7 separate regions of the Mus musculus genome follow, and regions 1, 2, 4, 5, 6 and 7 are each linked to region 3. A link is a contact called in public Hi-C, HiChIP or PLAC-seq and promoter capture Hi-C data. All regions are on one chromosome and are shown on one strand. Each heading gives the region's core, a stretch centred on a gene start, on an enhancer-like site or on the middle of the called end of the contact. The rest is flanking DNA. Distances are from core to core; before and after follow the strand shown.

Evidence for each region. Promoter capture Hi-C pulls out the DNA fragments that hold promoters and counts their contacts. Hi-C and Micro-C count contacts between places; a contact is called where the count stands out from the background. HiChIP or PLAC-seq counts read pairs in DNA pulled down with a chosen protein or histone mark. Capture Hi-C pulls out chosen DNA fragments and counts their contacts.
Region 1: a promoter capture Hi-C map of pre-B cells shows a contact between it and region 3, with 4 times the contacts expected there. The contact joins the enhancer-like site here to the promoter of Afap1 in region 3. A contact is called at or near these places in 3 of 39 promoter capture datasets (cranial neural crest, hippocampal neurons and pre-B cells), 1 of 484 Hi-C or Micro-C datasets (nephron progenitors) and 3 of 115 datasets of contacts at active chromatin or transcription factors (embryonic limb bud, embryonic stem cells and pancreatic cancer cells).
Region 2: a contact with region 3 is called in a promoter capture Hi-C map of adipose tissue, with 2.4 times the contacts expected there. The contact joins the promoter of Lrpap1 here to the promoter of Afap1 in region 3. A contact is called at or near these places in 1 of 484 Hi-C or Micro-C datasets (CD4 T cells), 1 of 115 datasets of contacts at active chromatin or transcription factors (embryonic stem cells) and 1 of 9 other capture datasets (adipose tissue).
Region 4: a promoter capture Hi-C map of pre-B cells shows a contact between it and region 3. The contact joins the promoter of 2210406O10Rik here to the promoter of Afap1 in region 3. A contact is called at or near these places in 10 of 39 promoter capture datasets (the C10 cell line, cranial neural crest, embryonic stem cells and 5 more), 13 of 484 Hi-C or Micro-C datasets (CD4 T cells, CD8 T cells, the N1E-115 cell line and 8 more), 11 of 115 datasets of contacts at active chromatin or transcription factors (the NIH/3T3 cell line, craniofacial prominence, differentiating embryonic stem cells and 6 more) and 1 of 9 other capture datasets (liver).
Region 5: a contact with region 3 is called in a Hi-C map of pro-B cells, with 2.5 times the contacts expected there. The contact joins the promoter of Tbc1d14 here to the promoter of Afap1 in region 3. A contact is called at or near these places in 4 of 39 promoter capture datasets (cranial neural crest, hippocampal neurons, liver and 1 more), 1 of 15 datasets of contacts at CTCF or cohesin (large pre-B cells), 6 of 484 Hi-C or Micro-C datasets (CD4 T cells, CD8 T cells, embryonic stem cells and 3 more), 4 of 115 datasets of contacts at active chromatin or transcription factors (astrocytes, embryonic stem cells, large pre-B cells and 1 more) and 1 of 9 other capture datasets (pancreatic islet).
Region 6: an H3K27ac HiChIP or PLAC-seq map of large pre-B cells shows a contact between it and region 3, with 2.8 times the contacts expected there. The contact joins the enhancer-like site here to the promoter of Afap1 in region 3. A contact is called at or near these places in 2 of 39 promoter capture datasets (the C10 cell line and hippocampal neurons), 2 of 115 datasets of contacts at active chromatin or transcription factors (embryonic hindbrain and large pre-B cells) and 1 of 9 other capture datasets (embryonic stem cells).
Region 7: a promoter capture Hi-C map of adipose tissue shows a contact between it and region 3, with 3 times the contacts expected there. The contact joins the promoter of D5Ertd579e here to the promoter of Afap1 in region 3. A contact is called at or near these places in 2 of 39 promoter capture datasets (hippocampal neurons and pre-B cells), 3 of 115 datasets of contacts at active chromatin or transcription factors (astrocytes, embryonic stem cells and large pre-B cells) and 1 of 9 other capture datasets (adipose tissue).

Annotation. Positions count from the first base shown.
Region 1 is chr5:36,534,155-36,536,902 of GRCm38.p6, reverse strand. The region is part of intron 3 of Tbc1d14 (TBC1 domain family, member 14); the gene reads left to right. Among named protein-coding and RNA genes, the nearest start is that of Gm32528, 23 kb to the right of the region's middle. Within about 2 kb of position 1,337, at least 20 of the 459 cell types and tissues checked have an H3K27ac peak or open chromatin away from gene starts, as enhancers often do. A contact at or near this core is called in nephron progenitors and pre-B cells, where this site is marked.
Region 2 is chr5:35,104,373-35,107,468 of GRCm38.p6, reverse strand. It overlaps Lrpap1 (low density lipoprotein receptor-related protein associated protein 1), which reads left to right and starts at 1,770. Exons shown (of 8, transcript NM_013587.3): 1 at 1,770-1,990. The coding sequence starts at 1,778.
Region 3 is chr5:35,892,026-35,894,979 of GRCm38.p6, reverse strand. Afap1 (actin filament associated protein 1) reads right to left here and starts at 1,661. Exons shown (of 17, transcript NM_027373.2): 1 at 1,440-1,661.
Region 4 is chr5:36,463,132-36,466,223 of GRCm38.p6, reverse strand. 2210406O10Rik (RIKEN cDNA 2210406O10 gene) reads left to right here and starts at 1,370. Exons shown (of 3, transcript NR_126488.1): 1 at 1,370-1,709. Grpel1 (GrpE-like 1, mitochondrial) reads right to left here and starts at 1,039. Exons shown (of 4, transcript NM_024478.2): 1 at 969-1,039. The coding sequence starts at 1,030.
Region 5 is chr5:36,580,632-36,583,761 of GRCm38.p6, reverse strand. It overlaps Tbc1d14 (TBC1 domain family, member 14), which reads left to right and starts at 1,365. Exons shown (of 14, transcript NM_133910.3): 1 at 1,365-1,407.
Region 6 is chr5:36,432,925-36,436,031 of GRCm38.p6, reverse strand. No RefSeq gene overlaps it. Among named protein-coding and RNA genes, the nearest start is that of 2210406O10Rik, 30 kb to the left of the region's middle. Within about 2 kb of position 1,726, at least 15 of the 459 cell types and tissues checked have an H3K27ac peak or open chromatin away from gene starts, as enhancers often do.
Region 7 is chr5:36,694,384-36,697,291 of GRCm38.p6, reverse strand. It overlaps D5Ertd579e (DNA segment, Chr 5, ERATO Doi 579, expressed), which reads left to right and starts at 1,271. Exons shown (of 9, transcript NM_001081232.3): 1 at 1,271-1,437.

The DNA of each region.
Region 1 (2,748 bases), core at 88-2,587, 640 kb before region 3:
AGTCATAAAATACTGATTCTAATCAGGTCATGGAAAATTGCACGTATCATTCAGCTCCTAGGCCAATCAGTGAACTCTGCAGAAAGATGACCAAAAGCATGATAGAGAGATTAAGATGGAATTACAAAATTCAGAAAACTCAAAATGAAGACAGAAAAGAGGAAACGGGAAAGAACAAATGACAAGTAAGGCGGTACTTAAACTTAGACAGACCATATCATGTTAGGTACAGATGGCCCCAACACCAGTGTTGTTAAAGAGGCTTGAAAAAAAATAACCCAATTCTGTTTTCTACATGGAACTTTTCAAATACAGAACATGTAAGAGAACACATGTTAGGATAGGACAGGAAGAGATAGGGCTGATGGTGTAGTTTAGTGGTAGTTTGTGCTTGGTGTGCATGGAGCCCTGGGTTCAGTCTTCAGCACTTCCCTTAAGGTAGATATTAATGTCATAAAAAGTAAGAACTGGCCGGGCAGTGGGTGCATGCCTTTGATCCCAGCACTTGGGAGGCAGAGGCAGGTGGATTTCTGAGTTCGAGGCCAGCCTGGTCTACAGAGTGAGTTCCAGGACAGCCAGGGCTACACAGAGAAACCCTGTCTCGAAAAACCAAACCAAAACAAACCAAAAAAAAAAAAAAAAAAAAAAAAAAAAAAAAGAAGAAAGAAAGAAAGAAAAGAGAAAGAAAAAGAAAAAAAGGAAAAAAGAAAAAGTAAGGACTGGGTTTCAAAGCCAGTTTCCAGAGATAAAATGGGCTCTTGCCTGATGAAGACCAGATAGCTCGGAAGGCTTTCTCTGCACTAGTGACTGTAGCAAATCCAAGCAGAGATGCAGAAAACTGGACCTGTTAACTTCACAAATGGAGAGTCAATGCCACTCTGCTCTGAGACACATGAGAAGAACCAGCTGCAGACAGAGCAAGCCAGGACCTGGAGGCGCTGAATGACCTGTGGAGACATTCCACCCTTCAGTGGTCGCCAATCCAAGTGCTTGTGGAGCACTCCCCAGGCAGATCATGTGTGGGACATAAAAGAAACTTTCAGTGGAAAAAGGACTGAAGTAAAATATGTTACTCATCACAGAGAAACAAAGCAGTAACAAATATTAAGAACTTCTCCCTAAATGTGGATGTTAAATAAGTAGCAAACTACTGAGCAAGCCACAGGAAACTCAGAAAATATTTTGACACAGTAAAAATACAACATACCAAAGCATGGAAGATGCAGGTTGGGTAGGAAATATATAACATTCAAGTGAAAGAAGGAAGGTCTCACATCAGTAAGCCGGGTTTCTATCTTAAGACTCTAAAAAGCAGAAGGAAACAAATGATACAAAGACATATGAATGAAATTAGAACTAGAAAGGGGAGTGTGTGAGAGCAGACTGGGCTCTTTGAATGTCCCCGTCCTGATCCACCTTAGCGGAACTGCCAAGGAAGAGAAACAACTCTTCTCTTCTCTTTTCTCTTCTCTTCTCTTCTCTTCTCTTCTCTTCTCTTCTCTTCTCTTTCTATTTTTAAAAAAAGATTTATCAATGTATATGAGTGCACTGTAGCTGACTTCAGACACACCAGAAGAGGGCATTGGATCCCATTACAGATGGTTGTGAGCCACCATGTGGTTGCTGGGAATTGAACTCAAGACCTTTGGAAGAACAGTCAGTGCTCTTAACCACTGAGCCATCTTGCCAGCCCCAGAAACACATTTTCAATGAAAGGGATGAGCAAAGGGGGTAGCACCTGGATCCTGTAGAACTGAGAGGGGAAATGGAATTCTTTGAATAACTCTCTACAGGAACTTATCATGTCAGATGAAATAGTCTTATTTCTTTGGCAATTAGAAATCACCAAAACTCGTCCAAGATATAAGATTTATCCTGCACTTTTTATGTTAAGACAGGAACATTACAGTTCAGTACTGTGGTGGTTTGAATGTGCAATATCCCCATGGGCTCACATGTTTGAAGACTTGGACACAGCTGCTGAGCTGTTTGGGAAGGTTGTGGAACCTTGAGGAGGAAGTGGATCCCCAGGTGGGCCTTGGGGTGCTGGGGTTCCATTTCACACTCACTCAGTGCTTCCTGTGTGTCAGTGCAGTGTCATTAGCTGGTCGTCTGCTCTTGTTCCGTGCTTTCCCCACCATGGTGGCCTCCATCCCTCTGCAACTGAGTCACAACAAACCCTTTCTCCTTATGTCGCTTTTGTCAGGGTATTTGACCACGGCAAGGAGAAAGATAAGACAGATACTGTCCAGGCCCACATGGTTTCACTGATAGTGTGTTGTTTTAAAACACTGCCAAATTTAGGAGGAAGAAGACATTTCCCAACTGCTCCTTGATGCTCCGGACACTGACCCCAGCCCAGTGTCCACGATCCTCAGATCTCACTATTAGCAGAGTGAACCCCAGACACTTGTTCAAGCCAACACTGAGGACTAGGTCATGTTTATCCTAGGAATCAAGGAGGGTGTGATGTGTGAAAACAACCACTGTCATCAGTTGTGTTATGACCTAAAGAAAACCACGTGGTCCTGTTGAGGCAGAAACAGTATTTGACAAAATCCAGTATTCATTTCTGATAAAAACTCAGCAAAGTAGAAACAAAACTTTTCACTTGGTAGAGGATGTTACAAAGACAGGCACAGCAACTGAGAAGGACCAGGTCCATGGTGAGGTTTCTTACAGTATGAAACCTAGAGAGTTGGGTCTTAGTGTCATGTGGGAGATTTGTTTCAGAACCTTCCATGGATC
Region 2 (3,096 bases), core at 521-3,020, 790 kb after region 3:
GACTAGGGACCAGCTTCACATTGTTATCTGAAACCGGAGAAAATAAATGAAGCAACTGCCCTTAAGATCTCAGACAAGCCGGGCGGTGGTGGCACAGGCCTTTAATGCCAGCACTTGGGAGGCAGAGGCAGGCGGATTTCTGAGTTCAAGACCAGCCTGGTCTATAGAGTGAGTTCCAGGACAGCCAGGGCTACACAGAGAAACACTGTCTCAAAACAACAACAACAAAAACAAACAACAACAACAAAAAAGATCTCAGACAATTGGAAGATAGCATCAGGTAGATAGATCTCTTTGAGAGTTCAAGGTGAGCCTGATCTACATAGTTGAGTTCCAGAGCTACTGAGTAAGATCCTGTTTGATCTAAACAACCAGACAAAGCCAAAATAACAACAAAAACCCCCAAACAAAAACAAAACCCTCTCTCCTATCTGAAAAGGAGACATTTTAGGCCGGGCAAAGTGGTGCACACCTTTAATCCCAGTATCTGGGAGGCAGAGGCATACAAATCTCTGAGTTTGAGGCTAGTTTGGTCTATATAGTGAATGCCAGGATAACCAGAGCTAACCAAACCAAACCAAAAATAGATCTCAGAAAACAGGTGCTAACGTCTGCAAACCACCAGGGTTCCAGATATACTGAACCCTTTTTGTGGAAACACAAAATACAGCTTAAAACTATTAAAAAAAGAAAAAAGCACCACTCCCCCCAAATATCCCCTACCCTTGTCCTCCATGTATCTCCCTATTGGAGACCCTTTCTGGTTGTACTGGTTAGTTTTGTGTCAACTTGACACAGCTGGAGTTATCACAGAGAAAGGAGCTTCAGTTGGGGAAATGCCTCCACAAGATCCAACTGTAAGGCATTTTCTCAATTAGTGATCAAGTGGGGAGGTCCCCTTGTGATTGGTACCATCTCTGGGCTGGCAGTCTTGGTTCTATAAGAGAGCAGGCTGAGCAAGCCAGGGGAAGCAAGCCAGTAAGGAACATCCCTCCATGGCCTCTGCTCGGCTCCTGCTTCCTGACCTGCTTGAGTTCCAGTCCTGACTTCCTTGGTGATGAACAGCAGCATGGAAGTGTAAGCCGAATAAACCCTTTCCTCCCTAACTTGCTTCTTGATCATGATGTTTGTGCAGGAATAGAAACCCTGACTAAGACACTGGTCATCCTTACCAGACGACTCTTCTGCCTGTCCCTCCTGGGCCCAAACTGCTGGTGCCTGTACCAGACTCCTGGGTTCCTCGAGCACCAGGTTGTCACCAGGCCAGGCCATGTCCCCAACAGGCTTGCTGGGCCTCACTATGTCCATTGGATTTTCTCCAGGGCTGCAGGTGCAGAGACTAGGCAAGTGCACAAAGCCTTCCAAACAGAAACCCCGGAGGGGAAGTGTCTGGGATGTGTCCCAAAGACGGAGCTGAGATAGCTGCTCCCGGGTTTAATGGCAAAATCATCTTCCGCCGCACTTCTTGTGTGATTACGAGGAGTGGGGCGGTGCATAAGTGCGCTTTCCCAGCTGCTTCTCCTTACAGCCCCGCTAGTGAGCTCTGAATTTTGCAGCCCCAGCGTGAAAATACCTTGGGATAATTGCTCTTTGCTGGTGTTGGGCAGGGCGGAGCCAGAGACCGAAAAGTGGGCAGTCATATGGGCGGGGCCTGGGGTGGGCGGGATCGGATTGAGAAGGGAGGCGGGGCCTCGCGGAGACCGGTTGATGGGCGGGGCTACAGATGGGCGGTCCTACAAGACCCAGTCCTGTCAGTCTGCTAGCGCTTCAGAGGAAGATGGCGCCTCGAAGAGAGAGGGTCTCTACGCTGCCCCGGCTCCAACTGCTAGTGCTGTTGTTGCTGCCGCTGATGCTTGTGCCCCAGCCCATAGCAGGCCATGGCGGCAAGTACTCGCGAGAGAAGAACGAGCCGGAGATGGCCGCCAAGCGCGAGTCCGGGGAGGAGTTCCGCATGGAGAAGCTGAACCAGCTATGGGAGAAGGCCAAGCGGGTGAGCGGGGCCAGGGAGACGCGCGGGGATGGGGGCGAGGTGCTGCGTGTGAGCGAAGGAGAGCAGGGCCCTGATTGAGAGGCCAACATAACCTCTGGGACGGGGAACGGCCTACCCTTTGTACAGCCCCCCTTTAAATGTCAGGTGGGCCATCTTGACCTCACTTGTAATAAGAGACCCATAGGCCCTAAAGGAACTTGGTGCTGGTGTCAAGGGCCTGTGGTTGCCTTTAGTGCAATTAGGGACCCTAAAGAATGAGTGACACCCACCCTTCCTAGCTGTGGACACCTCTGCCCAAAAAGCTAATTTTCCAAAGAGCCAATTCAGATGGAGGTAGAGGGGAGGGGGGGCACTTTCTACATGGGGCCAGACTTGGAAGTCTTTTCTTTATCTGTATTTACTCCAATGAAAGAAAAAAAAAAACGGTGCCCTGAGATAAGACTGTATGGAGATTGCAGAAGCCCCAGTTGCTAATGGAGCTGGTTAATTTGGGTAAAGCAGTTCCTTAGGGGATTGGAATTCCTTAGTATAGGTAAACACTACACCCTGTCTGGGGAATGCTGAAGTTAGATTTAGTAGCTATGCTAATCTCTCTTCCTTTTGAAATGGAGATATCCAGAGCCTGAGGGCTGGCCTGGAACTTGGGTCCCCTCCCAGATTACAGTCCTAGGCTAGGACTTGGGCTTTTGTTTAAGTATTCTTTCAGAGCCACACTATCTTCCTCTAGAGCTTGCAGAGGGTTGCCCTTTAGCCCTCCAGCTTAAACATTCCTGAGTTTGAGGGGAGAGTAAATAATTTGCAAACTAAGTGATTTTTTAAAATAAAACCGTGTAGAACTTTGGCCCTGGAGACTTTGGATGGAGAGGTAGTTGGGAGGTTGGCTTCTGGGGAAGGGGAGTGGTGCCTCACAGACAGCTTAGTGGCCAGCCAGTGTCTTTGAGAGACTGCTGCAAGAGGGGGACAAGTGTCCAGCCTGCAAAGGTTTAGGACAGCCCTGTGGCCTGGAAAAGCAGTTCAGCTTTCTGGGGGAAGGGTCCGGGAGCAGAGCTGGGAGTGGCTGTGTGAAGAGCATGGGAGCAGTGGGAACCATCTAGGGTAAAAGGCTG
Region 3 (2,954 bases), core at 412-2,911:
GTAGATTTTCTTGATTCAAACTCATTCTGCAGCACGCCAAGTTCTTGGGAGAGTTTCTTCCACTTGCCAGGCGCTGACTGGGAGTTACAAAGTCAACTCTCTGGCTTTCCAGATTTTTTTTTTCTTCCCAACGGAAGAAATCAAGAAGCTGAGGGCAGAGAGGCTCTGCTCCCTCCAATCAGCACCGGCCTCTGGGTCGCCAGGCCTAAGTCAGGAGTAAGAAACTCCATGGCTGGACTTGCAGCTTCCAGCACAGTGACAGCCCCACGCTCCCCAGAGACCCGCAGGGTGAGGGGCACGTTCTCAGACGGGCTACTCCAGAGCCCGTGTAGCGCCCCCCACCCCGCCCGCTCCCCGCTTCAACTCACTGAATAAAGACAATACCAAAGTCCGGTCCACACCACCTTAGGCTAACTGCGCCCAGCACGCACAGGGCTTCGCTCACCTCACCGAAACTCCAGTGCCCAATGCACACCCAAAGCGGGGGCCAGGACTGAATGGGCAAAGCCTGGGTCGACAAGCCATGGGACACAGGACCAGGATCCCATGCGCGCGTGTCCACGCTGTCACCTTCACTGACACACGAAATCGTACCAATACAGGGACAGAAACAGCCTTTCCACCCGCCAAGCCTCCCCACACACTTAAGTCCACGTAGTTACCTCCGGAGCCATCCACACCACATAGGGAAACAGGAAGGCTCCCTCACACAAGGGTCCCCCAACCCCCGGTCCCTCTTGGTGACAATCAACTAGCTACACCCAAGAAGGAGGGCCGGAAAAGAGCCCACTCGTGGGGTGGCCAGGACCTGGAGGTGCAGAGCCCTCTGTGCCACCCGGCGGCGAGACAATGCCAGGGCGCACAGACTCCTGAGTGCTCGGGTCCATCCAGGCCAGCCCTCTCGGTGTTCCTGTCCCTCTAGAGGAGAAGGCAGCTGCCACCAACCGGGCAGCACACTCTCCGACCCATTTCAGCCGACTGCCAAGCCGGGAACCCCAGTTCAGCCTTAGCGATCGTCCTGCAAGTCCAAATATGCGGTCTGTCCTTTAGGTCTCGGATGACCGGATCTTCGAACAGTTCTTGGAAAACCATCCCAGCCCGCTGACCCTGCCCAGCCCTGTCTGGGGACCCTGAAGGGCCTCGGGGACCCTACCTGGCCCTGGGGACTCTGACCTCCAGGGATCCAACTTAGCCCTGGAGACCCCGTCCACCCCTGTATAGGGACCATGCCCTGTCCGGAGACGCTGCCCTGTCAGGAGTCCCTGGTCAGTCCTGTCTAACACCCTGAAGGGCCTCGATGACCCTACCCGGCCCTGGAGATCCTGCCCAGCCTTGTCTGGGGACCCTGCCCGGCCCAGGGCATCCAGCTTGGGGACCTTGCCCGAGGACATCGTGGGACACCTGGCCCCGCTACGGGTTCAAAGTCGCCGCCGCCTCACCTCAGGATTCAGTGGCTCGTGAGCACTGGACGGCCGAGAGGAGCGCAGCCCGCGGAGCGCCCGCTGCCTCAACAATGGAGCCCGGGGCGGGGCCCTGCGCAGCTCAGCGATCTCTCAGTCGGGACCTGGAGCCCAGACACCGCCGGTGCGAGCTGTGGCCGGAGGATTCTGCGCAGGCGCGACAGGCCCCGCCTGCCTCCATAGCCCCGCCCCCTGAACAGCAAGAACCCGCCCTCTAGCCAATGGTTAGGGAGTTGGGCGGAGGGGGCGGGGCCAGGAGGAACAAAGAGAGGCTGGGCGGGGCCGTGGGTCCGAGCCGGCACCCGGGACTCTGCGCTGATCTGATTTCGCTTCGGGCTCAGCGCCCACGTGGACTAAGCTCAGTGGTACTCGGTGCTCACCCCAAAGCTAGAATTGGTTCTAAAGGAAAACTGATGGTTCTTGCCATCCGAATTGCGATCCTCATAGCCTTGTCCGTCTTCTGGTCGAAGGGTGTTGGTATCATTAAGGGTGGAAAGAAAGAGAAAACTCCCTTTAGGTGCTGTGCCAAGCAGATCCATTTCGCTGTCCTACTTCAGGATCCAATTATTAATCTCATCCCTTTCCTGCTCAGAGCCTTGTTTTTGTTTTTTGTTTTTCCATTCCCCCACCAGGCATGACTCCTATCTACCTACTACCATTTCCATTTATCCATATCTCAATTATCTTTAAAATTCGCCCAAGCCTTAGAGGACTGTTCTGGAATGTATCTCTACAACATTCGTGGATTTCCCTCTATTTCACAACCTGTCCCTCTTCTCCAAGACTTCCCTTCTGCCTCTGACGAGAGCCTTTGTGATCATGGCTGGAGACAGCATGCTTCTCTTGGGATGGATACCCTCATCAGAAGCCCTATCCACATACATGATCACTGCAGGATCCAATCCAGTCAGCAGTGATCACCAGACCTCAGTTGGACTCCCCCCAAATTACAAATAGCTTACTTCCAGAGACAGGCCAGCCTGCCGCTCCTCAGTGAGTCCTGGAGTCCATGCAGAGCCTCAATCCTCCTGTCTGACTCCCCAAGCCAACAGATGATCTGCTTGCCCAGGCACTGGGGCCTCTTGGTACAGCCCCTTATTCGAGAAGAGCTATTCTTGGGAATGGGTTTGATTGGTGTGGTTAGTGTTAATTGTTAACTTGTTGTGAAGGATTACCTCATCGCTGAGCATGCATGTACAAAGTAGTTACCTAGATTTGGTTGAGGTGGGAAGACTAACACTGAAGGTGGGTAGCACTTGTCACTGGGCTCAAGTCCTGGTCTGTTTTAAAAGGAGCCATCTAGTTGAGTTCAGGTATTAATTGGCCTCAGCTTCTTGAAGGTGAGTGTGGTAGGACCAGCAGCCTTCAGCTCCTGACACTGTGACTTCCTTACAGTCAAGGACTGGACCACAGCTGGAGAGCCGTGGGCCAACAGAAACCGTTCTTTCCTAACTTGCTTTTGTCCAGGTATTATCAGGACAACAGAAAAGCGAG
Region 4 (3,092 bases), core at 121-2,620, 570 kb before region 3:
ATCTTTCTTCAAAACCACAATTTCAGAGATAGACATGAACCAAGCTGGGGGATGGGACAGGGCCGGATGGGATGGGAAATGGGGGTTCTTTCCTGTCAACTCTAAACAGAGCACCACAAATAGGAAGTGCTTCCCCCGGAATACTTCAGACTCCTCCCTGCTTTGCACAACATAGACCTGTTTTCATCTTTTAGTCACAAGTACGAGATCATCCGCCTGCTCACTCTCACCCGCTGAAAAGGCCAGCTCCCGTTCACTCCGTTTCCATAAGACTCAGGCAAAGTCTCTCTTTTTTTAATCAACCAAAAACTTGGTCCTAGCAGGGAACAAGCTAAAGATACTGAGCCTAACTTTGGAGATGCGACTCAAAAACCTGAAGCCACGGGTAAAAGTAAAGATGGCAAAAATGGGCATTGTCTAAATAAACTGCACACACACTGGCTTTCTTGCTCCTTGGACCTCACATTCCGCGGAGGGCAAAAGTGGGGGAAGGAATGTGAGTGGAAAAAGCCCACAAACCAGGCAGTACACATCCTGGACTGGATTAGGGATTAGCAACCCCAGCCCCTGGTCGGGCGGGCTTCTGCCTGGCTGCCTGACCTTGGGCAAGTCTCCCGCTTCTAAGCTTGACTTTTGCAATTCCAGGAGGGGTGGTGCCCCTATGCCCGAGAGAGTGCCGTGTGTCACCAGACAAACAAATGGCGGAGCCTTCCACCTGACGCATCACCCAGATCCCCGCATTTACGCCCCAGCGTCCCCACTTCTCGTCTCTTGAGCCCAGTTCGCGCAGTGCCGCACAGTAAACACCAGGACAGCCGCGCGTTGAGAACAGGCACAGGGACTCGATGGTGAGGATGTGACTTCAGGGTGCACGGGCACCGCCTGCGGGGACCAGTCCTGCCGCTAAACCCCCCACCAGAGCTCTCGGCCGTGAGTGAGGCCGACGCAGAGGAGTGAAGCTCTCTTACCTGAACGACAGTGCCAAAGCCGGGAGGCTGCGGCGCGCCAGCCTCACACACCGAGCCGCCATGACTGCCCCCGAGGTCGCGTCACTGCGCCCACACTGAGCATGCGCGGACGCCCCTTACACCGGTTTTCCCACCTACTGCTGCTTTTTAGCTAATCCGTGACCGCTGTTGTTCTGATGGACAGACCATTTCCACCAATAATTACGAGTCATGACGGAATTCTGTTTCCTCCTTCTCCGGTGGGCGGAGACTGAGGCTTCTGGGAGCCCCGGAAGGTGAGGAGGTGAAAGGTGAGGTGGGAGGAGTGGAGGAAAATGGAGCTTCTGTGGGCGTGGTCGCGCCAGGGGACAGCCAATGAAGAGGAAGAGCGTCAGGGCGGGCAGAAGGCGGCGAGCGCTAGGCGGGGACCCGGGAACTCGTGCCAAGTGACTGGTGCTCGCTTTAGGCTCCTGCTACCTTCTGCGGGCGGAACGTGGGTGTCCCGGGAAGGGACGGACCCCATCTCTACTATGCCGCAAGCGCGTTGTGTCAACAGGCTGGCTGTGGACGGCCCGATGAGCGTTACTTGATTTTGTACTTTCGGCCACCTCCAATTTTCTCAGAACGCAACATAAGAAAAAAAAAAACTAACAGCAGTGTGTGCAGGAGAGCTTCGAAAATATGGGTGCTGATGTTTGGTCACTGCTATGGGGGAGGTCGCAGAGCTGAGAGTTGTCGGAGGACGTTTTCTGTCCTGTCTAGGTATGTGCAGCTTCTTCCTTCCTCCCCCCGGCTCCCGCAAATCTCGAGACAGAACGCTTCGTCCGTGGACTACGGCTTGTGTGTGCTCTCGGCGGATCTCTTGAGTTCTAGGCCAGCCTGGTCTACAGAGTGAGTTCCAGGTCAGCCAGAGCTACACAGAGAAATTTTGTCTCGTAAAACAAACCAAACCAAACCAACCAAACAAACAAACAAAAAAGGGACCAAAATTCTATTATTTAATTTCGCTCTTTTAAAAATCATTTCCCCAGCACATGCTGCCTTTTGCCCGCCGTGGGCGTGGGGCAGAGCATGTCCACACAAAAAGCACAGCTCTCACCTCATAGGAAATAAGTTTATTCTGGAGTCATTTATGAGTGACTGGCCCAGAAACAGTTTTAGGACACCTGTGTTCCAACGTGAAAACAGTTTCAGGACGTTTGCATAGTAGCAGAACAAAGAAAGCCACAACTCAAGACATAAAATATATTAGTGAAAACATTAAGTAGGTGATTATAGCAAACGGGAATCTCAGCTGTAGTCCGCAGATGCTATTTGATAGCAAGCTTAGCCCTTTGGTGGAGATTAGAGTTTTGTTACTGTGTTACCAAGATTTTAATCGTCTTTTCCTGCTGTTAGGTCTGACACTGAGTGGGGCAGGGAATCTATTTAATGAACTAAAGATAGCCCAAGATAAATTGTAACTAGGCTCTGCACCTGCAAGGTTCAGCATCTCCAGTCATTGAGGCTTTAATCCGTCAATTGGCCTTTGCAGACAGTTTCTTTCCAGGAATCCTGGTTCACTGGTGTTTTGTAGGACAAGTGACCTGATTTGTTAATTCATTAGGGCTGGGGTCGAGTAAGAGGAGAAGGGATACTTAGAGCACCAATGAAATCAAGAGACATAATTGGATTGAGTCTATGGCACTTGGTTGTGATGGAACAAACCAACCGTGAAAAGGGCAGGGGACTGGAGTGGGACGGGTATCAGATGGTTATTCAGTGCGCTGGCCCTTTTGTTAGGGAACAATATGGGCCAATGGGCAGAGCTCTGGATGGGAATATTTATGGTACATTGTCATATTGGCTGGCAAGGGCTTTAAAAAATACTCTAGTTTTAAAAGGTGAGGTTTCTTGTAAGACTGTGGGAAAGTGATGACATTGTTGAAGCCGGCGATGAATACCATGGGGCTTATACAGTTTCCTTTGAAACTTTCTGAAATAAGACTTAGACCTCCTGTGGCTTTCCCTGGCAGTAACACCAGGTCACCAGATTTCTTCTGTCCTGAACATGGTTCCTCTTAAATCTTGGGTCTTCTCATTTGCTGAAAGGCGTCAAAGAAATGAGAATGCCCGTGACCAGCACATCTGTAAGCAGAGACAGAT
Region 5 (3,130 bases), core at 116-2,615, 690 kb before region 3:
ATTGTTTCCTTGTGAAACAGCACATGCCATGTGGAAGTTTAAAAGTTACAACACATGTGCAGACCCAAGACACTCAGATATGGCTCGACTCTTGGTCTGTTTCTTCTCTCCTCCCTACCCTCCTTGGAACTGAAGTCAGGCCACTGAGCTATCCCCCAACCTCTCTCTGTCTTCTTTCATCCCTGGGGACGGTGTGCATTTCATAGCTTTTGATATAGCCTTGGTCTTGTAAGCCCTTCCTCTGGACTGTGTTCAGATTTGTGAAAATATTTTAAAATATTTGAGAGAGTTGTACAGAGGTTGAACCATCACCTAATGTTTTGAAATGAATGTACAATTGAAACAAAAGTGGTGGTACATTCCTATAATCCCAGAACTGGGGAGGTAGACTCGGGAGGATCAGGAGTTCAAACTCATTGTTTTCTAGGTTGCAACTTTGAGGCTAGCACAAACAGAACTGTAACCAAGACAAATGGATTTCCTCCTGCTTGCTTCCAGGTACCTGCCAGGGCAGGGAAATTCCTCTTCCTGTAGGACTGTGATGGTTCCAGCCTCATGTGATGGTTCCTGGCTGAAATGCAGTCAGGTTTTAAAGGGGCTTGTTTGTGTTTGTAAATTTTCGGGGTCTGACAACTCCTAGAATAAACCCAAATCATCCCAAGTACCCTTTGTATGGATCCAACAAACACTCATGTCTCTGCTTTTTGAGGCTTAGGAAACGAGTGCAGGTGAGTTCAGGAAGGGAAATGCAGCACAATGACCTGGCCTGATAGAAGACATCCTCCATAGACATCTGGCTTAACTCTGCTCAGCTCTAGCTGACTTCTACCTCCTGAATTATACTTTTTCATAGATTGTGTCTCTGTAATTTTTGCTACTTAAAAAGGTAAAATGTGCATAAAGCCAGGTGTGGTGGCACACACCTTTAATACATAGGTGGATCTCTGTATCTCAGGCTAGAGAAAGATGCTGTCTAGTGAGGCCTCTTCTAGTTCCTAAGCGAGACCATCACACAACTTTCAAAACACACTGATGATGAACCCTGTCTTGTCACCTCCTGAGCCTGCTGGGCGTTGTATACTGAAATATTAAAGTGAAGACAAAAGTTGGCGAACTACAGCGCTAGGCACTAAGCGCAATGAAACAGTGATCAGAAAAGCCCGTTTGACAGGTGACAGGCTAAGGCTATACCGGGAGGGCATTCCAAGGTCAATGATCTGTAACCTGCGCTCACGTGTACCCCTAAATACTCCCGTGGGCTGTTAAGACTCCCCCAGCTGCTGGACAGGGGCGTCCCATCGATGCGCTCCGCCGCTCGGCTCCCCACGCCTGGATCAGCCCCATGCGCTGCTTTCCCCCTCCCTCCCACTTCCCACTTCCAAGATGGCCGCGGGCGGAGCCGACCAGGTAAGGGGCCTCCGCCAGGCGTCTGCGGTGCCGGTATGGACACTGTGACTCTCTCGGAACTTTCCTTGCAGCCCTTCCTGGGCCTGAGGACAGAAAAGGGCCAGGGACACAACTCCCGAAACCCAGGACGGATACTTGGCAGGCCGGAGGAGCAGCGGTAGTAAATAGCAGGCTCCTAAGCTCTACGGAGCTGCGGCGGGGGGCGAGAGCCCTGGCGGAAGAGCAGTGGAAGCTTAGCGGGGGCGTGGCTAGGGAGCGTGAGGGCGGCGATAGGGAGCGCGGGGCGTGGTAACGCTCCTGTCCCCCGGAGTGTGACTAGGGACGAGCGTGGGGTGTGGCTAGTGAGCTCTCGGGGGCGTGGCTCTGGAGTGCGGGGCGTGGCGGTACGCCTGAGGCCCTGGGAGCGAGCGATTTGCGTTGGGTGTTGGGCTAAAGAGGCTCAGCGGAAGGGAAGAGAAGCAGCCTTGTGGGGGCGTGGCTGCGTGGCGTGGGCGTGGCGGGGGTGGGGTCTGGCGCTGGCTGCTTTTAGCCGCGGGCGGCCGGCAAGCACCTGCTGAGGCTGGGCATCTGCGGAGTCTACGCTCTTAGCCCAGCGAGTTGCGGGCCCCACGGGGCCTGGGCTGCGGGCCACGGGCCGGGGAGATGGCGTTGGAGCTGCGGTAGCTCGGGTACTGAGGGGGCTCTGCAGGGTCAAGCTGAGAGGTTGCGGATGGCTGACCGCTGCCACCTGCTGCTGCGTCGGCCAGGCAGGGAGGTCTGAGAGGGCGGCTGGGAGGGCTGGGGTCCGGCTGACGTGCGACTGCCCTCGGCCAGCGCTTGTCGCGACGTGCGCCTTTTCCAGAACTTGGTGAAAAGTTTTCTCCTCAGATGTGGTGCTGCGAGCTGTAGAGGTGTCTGCTCTGTGCGCCCTGAGCCAGCGTCCTCAGACCCCTGTCCTGTTCACATCTCTGCCTTTACTCCTTTTCAGACCCTGAGGTATTCAGATCTCTGTCCTTCTCAAACCCCTCTCCTGTTCAGATCCTGGTGCTCCTCAGACCCCTGGCCTCTTCAGATATGGTCCTCAGACCCCTGATGTGTCTCGGATCTCCATCCCCCTAAGACGTTTTTTCCCAAATCTTGCTAAAGTTTTCTCAGACCGGAGGCTACGATTGGCTCGTCCAACTTTCACGGGGCTGTGGGCTACCAACCGAGTTTGCTCTGAGGATCTGAGCCTGTATCTTCCTCAGATCTCTGACCTGTTCAGACCTCTGTCCCCTTCAGTCCTTCCTCCTCAACCCTTTGTGGTGTGTTCAAATCTTCTTCCTCCCCATGCCCAGTTCTTCTCAGACTGCCAAACCTCTTAAATCTCCTGACCCACTGGGTCCTCTCTGACCTTGGGCCTCCTTATCCTGGTCCTGGACTGCAGAAGGTCCTTCAGGAAGGGACTGTAGACCCCGCTCTACTCAGACTCATTTCCTGGGTTATGTCCTCCTCAGATCTTCTACTCTCTGGCTGTAGGACCCGTTTTATCTCTAGAGACCCTCACAGTACTGGGCATATTGGTAGGCTAGAGGAACAACCTGACCTCTGCCCCAAGCCCTACTCAGGATCTTGTCACCCCTTCTGGGGCTTGGCTAGATTTCCAGAGGGTGCTAACCAGCACAGACTCCTGATGGAGCCCCAGTGAGGCTGAGAATGTCAGAGATACCATCTGACCAGGCCTAGTGAAACTTGAAACTGCCTC
Region 6 (3,107 bases), core at 477-2,976, 540 kb before region 3:
ACATATAAGCACACACTCTCATATACACATACATACACAAACACACTCACACACACATACACATACTCATACAAACATACACACTCATACATACACTCACACAAACATAAACTCATATACATTCACACACATTCACACATACTTGCATATATATACACACACATACACACATAAATGCACACAGTCACACACACATGCACAGATACACACATCCTTCCCAATGTCATTCCCTCAGCATGACCTCCTCGTGCTCTACAGTGAAGTAGAATTGTTATTAATTGACCTCAAGGTCATGGCTCTACTGCCTGCTGACCCTGCCTCTCCACTGTCTTTCATGCAGAATAGTCTGCACCCTGAACATCCTCCATGCCCTGCCCAGAATTCCTTTTGTTACAAGCATTTATGGAGTGCTGTGGACAGGCCTTGTGGATGACATTCTAAAATCCCATAGCGAGGGACTCAAGATAGATCCTCTTTGCTGCTCTGGCTGGATGTGAAACACAGCTCCTGTCCTTCCTCTGGGGCTCAACCCAAGAGCCATCCCAGTCACTACAGCTCTCCTCCCTGTCTCCTTGGTGAGGGGCAGCCTGTGGCTTGGAGAAGAACCAGATAGCCAGGGTTTGGGTCCAGGTTGAGACTGACAGCTGCAGGAGTAGGAACAAGGCCAGTCAGTGTCCCTGGGTGTCACTGCCAGCATCCAATGCTCAGAGCAGCGCTCACTCACCAGTGCCTCACCTTCGCTGCCTCCCATTGAGCTTGGGACCTTCTCTGCAGGCACCTGCACAAGCAGAGCCTAACGGGTATGGGATGGCCCACTAGGCTGGCATGGAGAATGCACCCTGGCCCCCTTGGAGAGTCCCACATCACTTCCTTGGCTCTGCGGCACTCAAAGACTGACATTGCAGGCAGTGGCAATGGGTTCAATGCCAAGCTGAGGGGCCCAGGGCTGACTCTGGGTGGGCATGTAAAGCCAGGAATGCTTGAGAGTATGGTCTTACCTTAGTTTTCACATGACAAAGAGCAGGCTACAGAGTTGAGCAAAATGAACGGGGACCTCTCAACCAGTGGGGCTCCCCAGGTAGATATTTTGGGAGAAAGCTAGTGCAGAAACACAGGGATGGGGTTTGCGACCTCCCAACCCCAAACACAGGGTCTGGTTATACCTGCCTTCCCACCTTAGCACAAAGCCTACAACGGTCTTTGTGCACTGGCTTGTGCAGCCGGTCCCCTGGGGGCCAATGCAGCTGGCATTGATTGACAGCCCTAGGAGACAGTCTGCAGTCAGTCTGAACCAACACAGGACTTCATTTGAAATTCAAATTCTGCTAAACAGAAAATTAATATGAATCTCATGTTTTTCTTTTCGCAGGCCCAGCTGTGCCTCTGCCAGCCAGCGTGGCTGCCGCACGCAGTCCTGTTGTCCCCAGCACAGCCTGTGCTCCCTCTAAGTGAGGAGGAAAGGTCTCCCCTCTGTGTTCTCATTCTGTAGGTAAGACATCAGGACCCCGATACAGCCAGCCTCAACCCAGAACCCCAACACAGACGACTTACCCAGAGAAGGTACAGAAGATGGACTTAGAGGCAGACTCCTGGGGTTGCTTAGCAAGAGGCCTGGGAGAGCTGCCTGGGTGGAGCCCCTGGGATTGCTCACCTGGTCTGCTCTGAGGACAGAGGGGAGCTGGGAGGAGTTTGCCAGGCCTGACAGCAGAGCTGGGGAATCCACTGGACCATTGCAGAAGGCAGGAACCTCCTTTTTGCCATAGACTTACAGTTCTCATGGGGGCATGTCCTGCTATCCCTCACCTCTCCTTATGCCCGTGCGACAAGATCATGACCAGGTTTCCACTTCTGGTCTAATCTCCTCTCCACTCAGCCCTTTCCAGATCATCCAAGTCTCTCTCTCTCTCTCTCTCTCTCTCTCTCTCTCTCTCTCTCTCTCTCTCTCACACACACACACACACACACACACACACACACACACACACACACTCTGCCCCTGTATTCAGGAACCCTTAGTGTCTCTCTCTGTCCCCGGAGCAGCTAGAGGACATTTTAGTGGTGAGCATGAGCTGTGGCTTCAAATCTTGACTCAGTCACTTCATTAGCAGTCACTCTGGTGAGTGTCACAGCCACTTTGAACTTGTTTCCTAGTCAATGAAGTGGGGATTGGAGCCCTTGCCTTGCAGCAGTTTGGGGGTTGGGTGTGGCGGTATATGGGAGGCAGGTGAGAACTGGTTGGAAAAGTGTCTATCTGCCTTGAGGGCTCTGGGGGCAAGGATTAGGGACAGAGCCTCCTTCTGTGTTTGTCTCCAGTGAAGCCCCATGCCTGCACAGAGCAGTGCTCATTGCTGAGTAGGTGTCAGGTCAGTGATGTCTGTCAGAATCCCTTCTTACTGTCATTTACCTGTAGGGGACAGAACAGGATTGCATAGTGTCTGGGTGTGGGCACAGCTATTAGGGTTGCTGGGACTTCTAGAATAGTGTAAGATCTAGCTAGCTTGTGGACTTCTTGCCTTGGTCCTTGATAGATAGAAGCTTCTAACGTTTCCACCAAGTGATCATGTGGGTCGGTGCTAGCATCTGTGTGCTCCCTTTGGATGTGAGCATCCTTGCATTCTGAGGATGCTTGGACATCAGGCACTTGTACAAAGCTGAGTTCTGCTTGCTGGAGCCTTTGTCCATGTGTGAGTTGGGCTATGCTTTGCCGTTCTATTAATATTGGCTATGATATGGTTGCAATTTGTTCCCCAGTGACTTACCTTACTTGCTGGGAGCTCACTCCTCAGTGTGGTGACCATTAAGAGGATCCAACTGTGGCAGGATGTTCACTGGGGGTGTTCTCCTGGAAGAGATGAATGTAGTTCTGATGGGCCCTTGAAAGAAGGCCAGCCCCTCTCTGTTCTCTGGCTCTCTGTTCCACTATGAACACTCTCTTTCCTGCACAAGCACCTGCCATGTTCCATCTACTATGAGGTTGCCACCAGAAGTCAAAGCCACTTAACCTTGGGCTTTCCTAAACAAACCTTCTTTGCTTATGTCTAATTTAGCCAGGGGCATTTTGTTATAGCAACAGAAAACAGATGGATCCAAAGTTATACCAGTGTTCT
Region 7 (2,908 bases), core at 22-2,521, 800 kb before region 3:
GTGTGCAAATTCTCCATATTTAGGGAAATGTTTCCCTGGTCTGTGCAAGCCTGGCTTCTGAGGTCCTGAAGATCCTGACACCATTTATGCCCACCTTCACTCTCAGATGACCCTGGATTTTCCACTCTCTCGCATGTTATATGAGTTTGCCTGGCTGCCCGCCCTGGAACAGGTAACCAAAAGATGTGTAGTAAATAAAACTGTGGCTTGTGACTCACCTCAAATGAACCCCGAGGCAACAAAAGGGGGAGCAAACTAAGGAAGGGTAAGACTTGGGTGAAGGAAAAGATCCCCGACAATAGAGCCAAAGGCCTGTGCTCAAATTCTGCCTCCATCCCGAGGCGTCACCCACTCCCCAGCCTGTTCCGGGTCTCTCCAGGAAGGCTTTACTTTGGGTTTCTCCGGGAGAGTGAAAAGATGTTTGTTGGAACAGTATGGATTCTATGAAAGGACAGTTCTTTTAGGTTCCTGACCTTGGCTTGCATACAAGAGTCCAGCCTACCTCAGCAGAAAAGTACTTCCAGTTCTCTGCTCCTCCCAGAAGCCTGAGCTGAGCTTGGGAACTCCGGGTCTCAGACTCTGAACCCAAGAACAGGGCCTGGTGCCTGGCGGTGCTCAATGAGTTTGATGAACTACATGCAGGTCACTCCCCTACGGGACCTGTTCTTGCCTTTGTATAGAAGGCACATCTCTGGCTTTTCTTCCTGGTACTTCTGACATCTACATCTGCTTTTCTGGAAGAGCCTAGGAGTCACATTTAGGGAAGGTGAGTAGGTGGGAAGAGGCTTTTGATTAAAAGGTTAGTGCACATTTTTGGCTCCCACTTCCGAATCTTCCAGAAGGTCTTTTATTTTTTGCCTACTTAATAATAACATAAAAAAGCCATGTCACTTTTTGTTTTTAATTGAAGTCTTTATGTTAAGCCGCCCACTCCAGCCATTCCAGGACATGGCGAAGAGGGGGCGCGGACAGGTGTAACGCGGGGGTTTGTGTTGGAAGGGCTCTGCAAAGCCGGGTCTCAGTGACCCAGCGGGAGGTCACCGACCCAGGAGCCCTCTCTCAGGGCCTGGTAAAGCTTCAAAGCCTCGGATCCTCAGGTCGGCCTCGTGGTGTCAGGATCTTCAGGACCCCAGAATCCAGTCCTGCGCGCCTGCTGCTCCCCCACCCACACAGCACGAGGGCGGAGCCCCGGCGCGCTGATGTAATCCCGGCGCCTGGGCGGAAGGATATGGAACGCGGCGTTGGCTGGCCGGGCGCTGAGGCTGTTGCCAGGTAACGCAGCGGAGCGGCTGCCGCGCGCCGCCTCCCGCCCTCCGCCGCCTGGCGCTGGGGCCGCCGCCGCTTTACGTAAGGCGCAGGCCAGGGCCGCCCGGCGCTCGGCAGCCGCCTGCAGCCCTCGGAGCGCAAGGAGAGGCGCCCACCCGGTAGCCTTGGCAGGTAGGCGGCGGCCGGGAGCGGGGCCGTGGCGGGTGGCGGGCCAGAGGGATGTCCGGCTCGAGGACCCCGCGGGCGGCGTGCGATGAGTGCGCACAATGGGCCGCGGCGGGCTGAGGCGGCCCGGCCTGAGGACAGCGGCCTCGCCTCGCCCCGCGCCCTCAGCTTTGTCCTTCGGCGGTCGGGGGCGGGCGCGGCGCGGTGAGTGGCGGGCACGCGGGCCTATGGCGCGGGGTCGAAGAAGGTGACGGCCGAGGGCAGAAGTGACAGGCCCCGGAGTCGCCGGCCTGCGCGCGCCACCGCCCGGACCCTCGCGGCCCGGCTTCCGGCCGGCGTCCCGGGAGCTCCCGGTGGACGCCGGGCCAGGGCTGAGCGCTTTGCGTAGAGGCCAGGACAGGGCGAGCAGTGGGGAGCAGACCCCGAACCTGGCAGCCCCTCCCTTCAGTGTTTGCCCTTCTGTAGACAAACCTTAAAGGTTTAACCAAGAAAAGTGAGATGGGGGATAAACGGGAGGGGGACATGCGACTCCGGAGTCATTTACTAAACGGGGTTCTTGGGTCTCATCACCTGCTTTGCCTTGTTGCCCAAGTAACTGACAATGCATTTTGCGTTTCTGGTTCTTGGCTTGCTAAGGAAACGGTAGGAGAGGCTTGCCGAGGAGCCGGGGACGTGCAGTTTGGATAACAGGTGATGCCATGGAAAAGCCTATGCAGTGAAAACCCCACGCAAGATTTCTGCCACCAGTATAGGACCCGTTGCATGACACTTTGTCGGTTTTAGAGACTTCAGATTTAAAAGAAGGGGAAAAATATCTGTCACTCTGCATTCTGAAGGTCAAATATTCGCCCGCAGATGTTTTGGGCTGAACCATTCTTAACTAGGTCTCAGGATCTTTATGACAAAAACCATTCTGGAACTGTGCATTTGAAATACCCATGGAGGCTTCTTGCAGTTGATACTTATTATTGTAGATTTAGTTGCTATTCTTGCCAACTGATGTACTTTTAAAACGTGTTCTTTCACAAGTTCATTTATATATCTCTATAATGTCCCTTTATCATATTTCCCCACTATCTTCTCTTAGACAAACATTGAATTATAATTATATATTAATGTGTGTGTTTGGGTGCATGTATATTTAACGCGTGGAGGCCAGTGATCAATATCAGATGTTTTTTATAATTGTTTTAAAAATATTTATTTGATGTGTATTGGTATTTTACCTGCATGTATATCTGTGTAAGGGTGTCAGATCCCCTGGAACTGGAGTTACATACAGTTGTGAGCCACTGTGCAGTTGCTAGGAATTGAACCCCGGTCCTGTGGAAGACCGGCCCGTGCTCTTGATCACGGAGCCATCTCTCCAGCCCTCAGGTGTTACTTTTGAGATAGGGTCTCACTAGGTAGATTAGGCTGGCCAAGTACTTTAGAGCTATGTCTGCCTCTGACTTTGAAATGCTGGGATTTGAGTCAT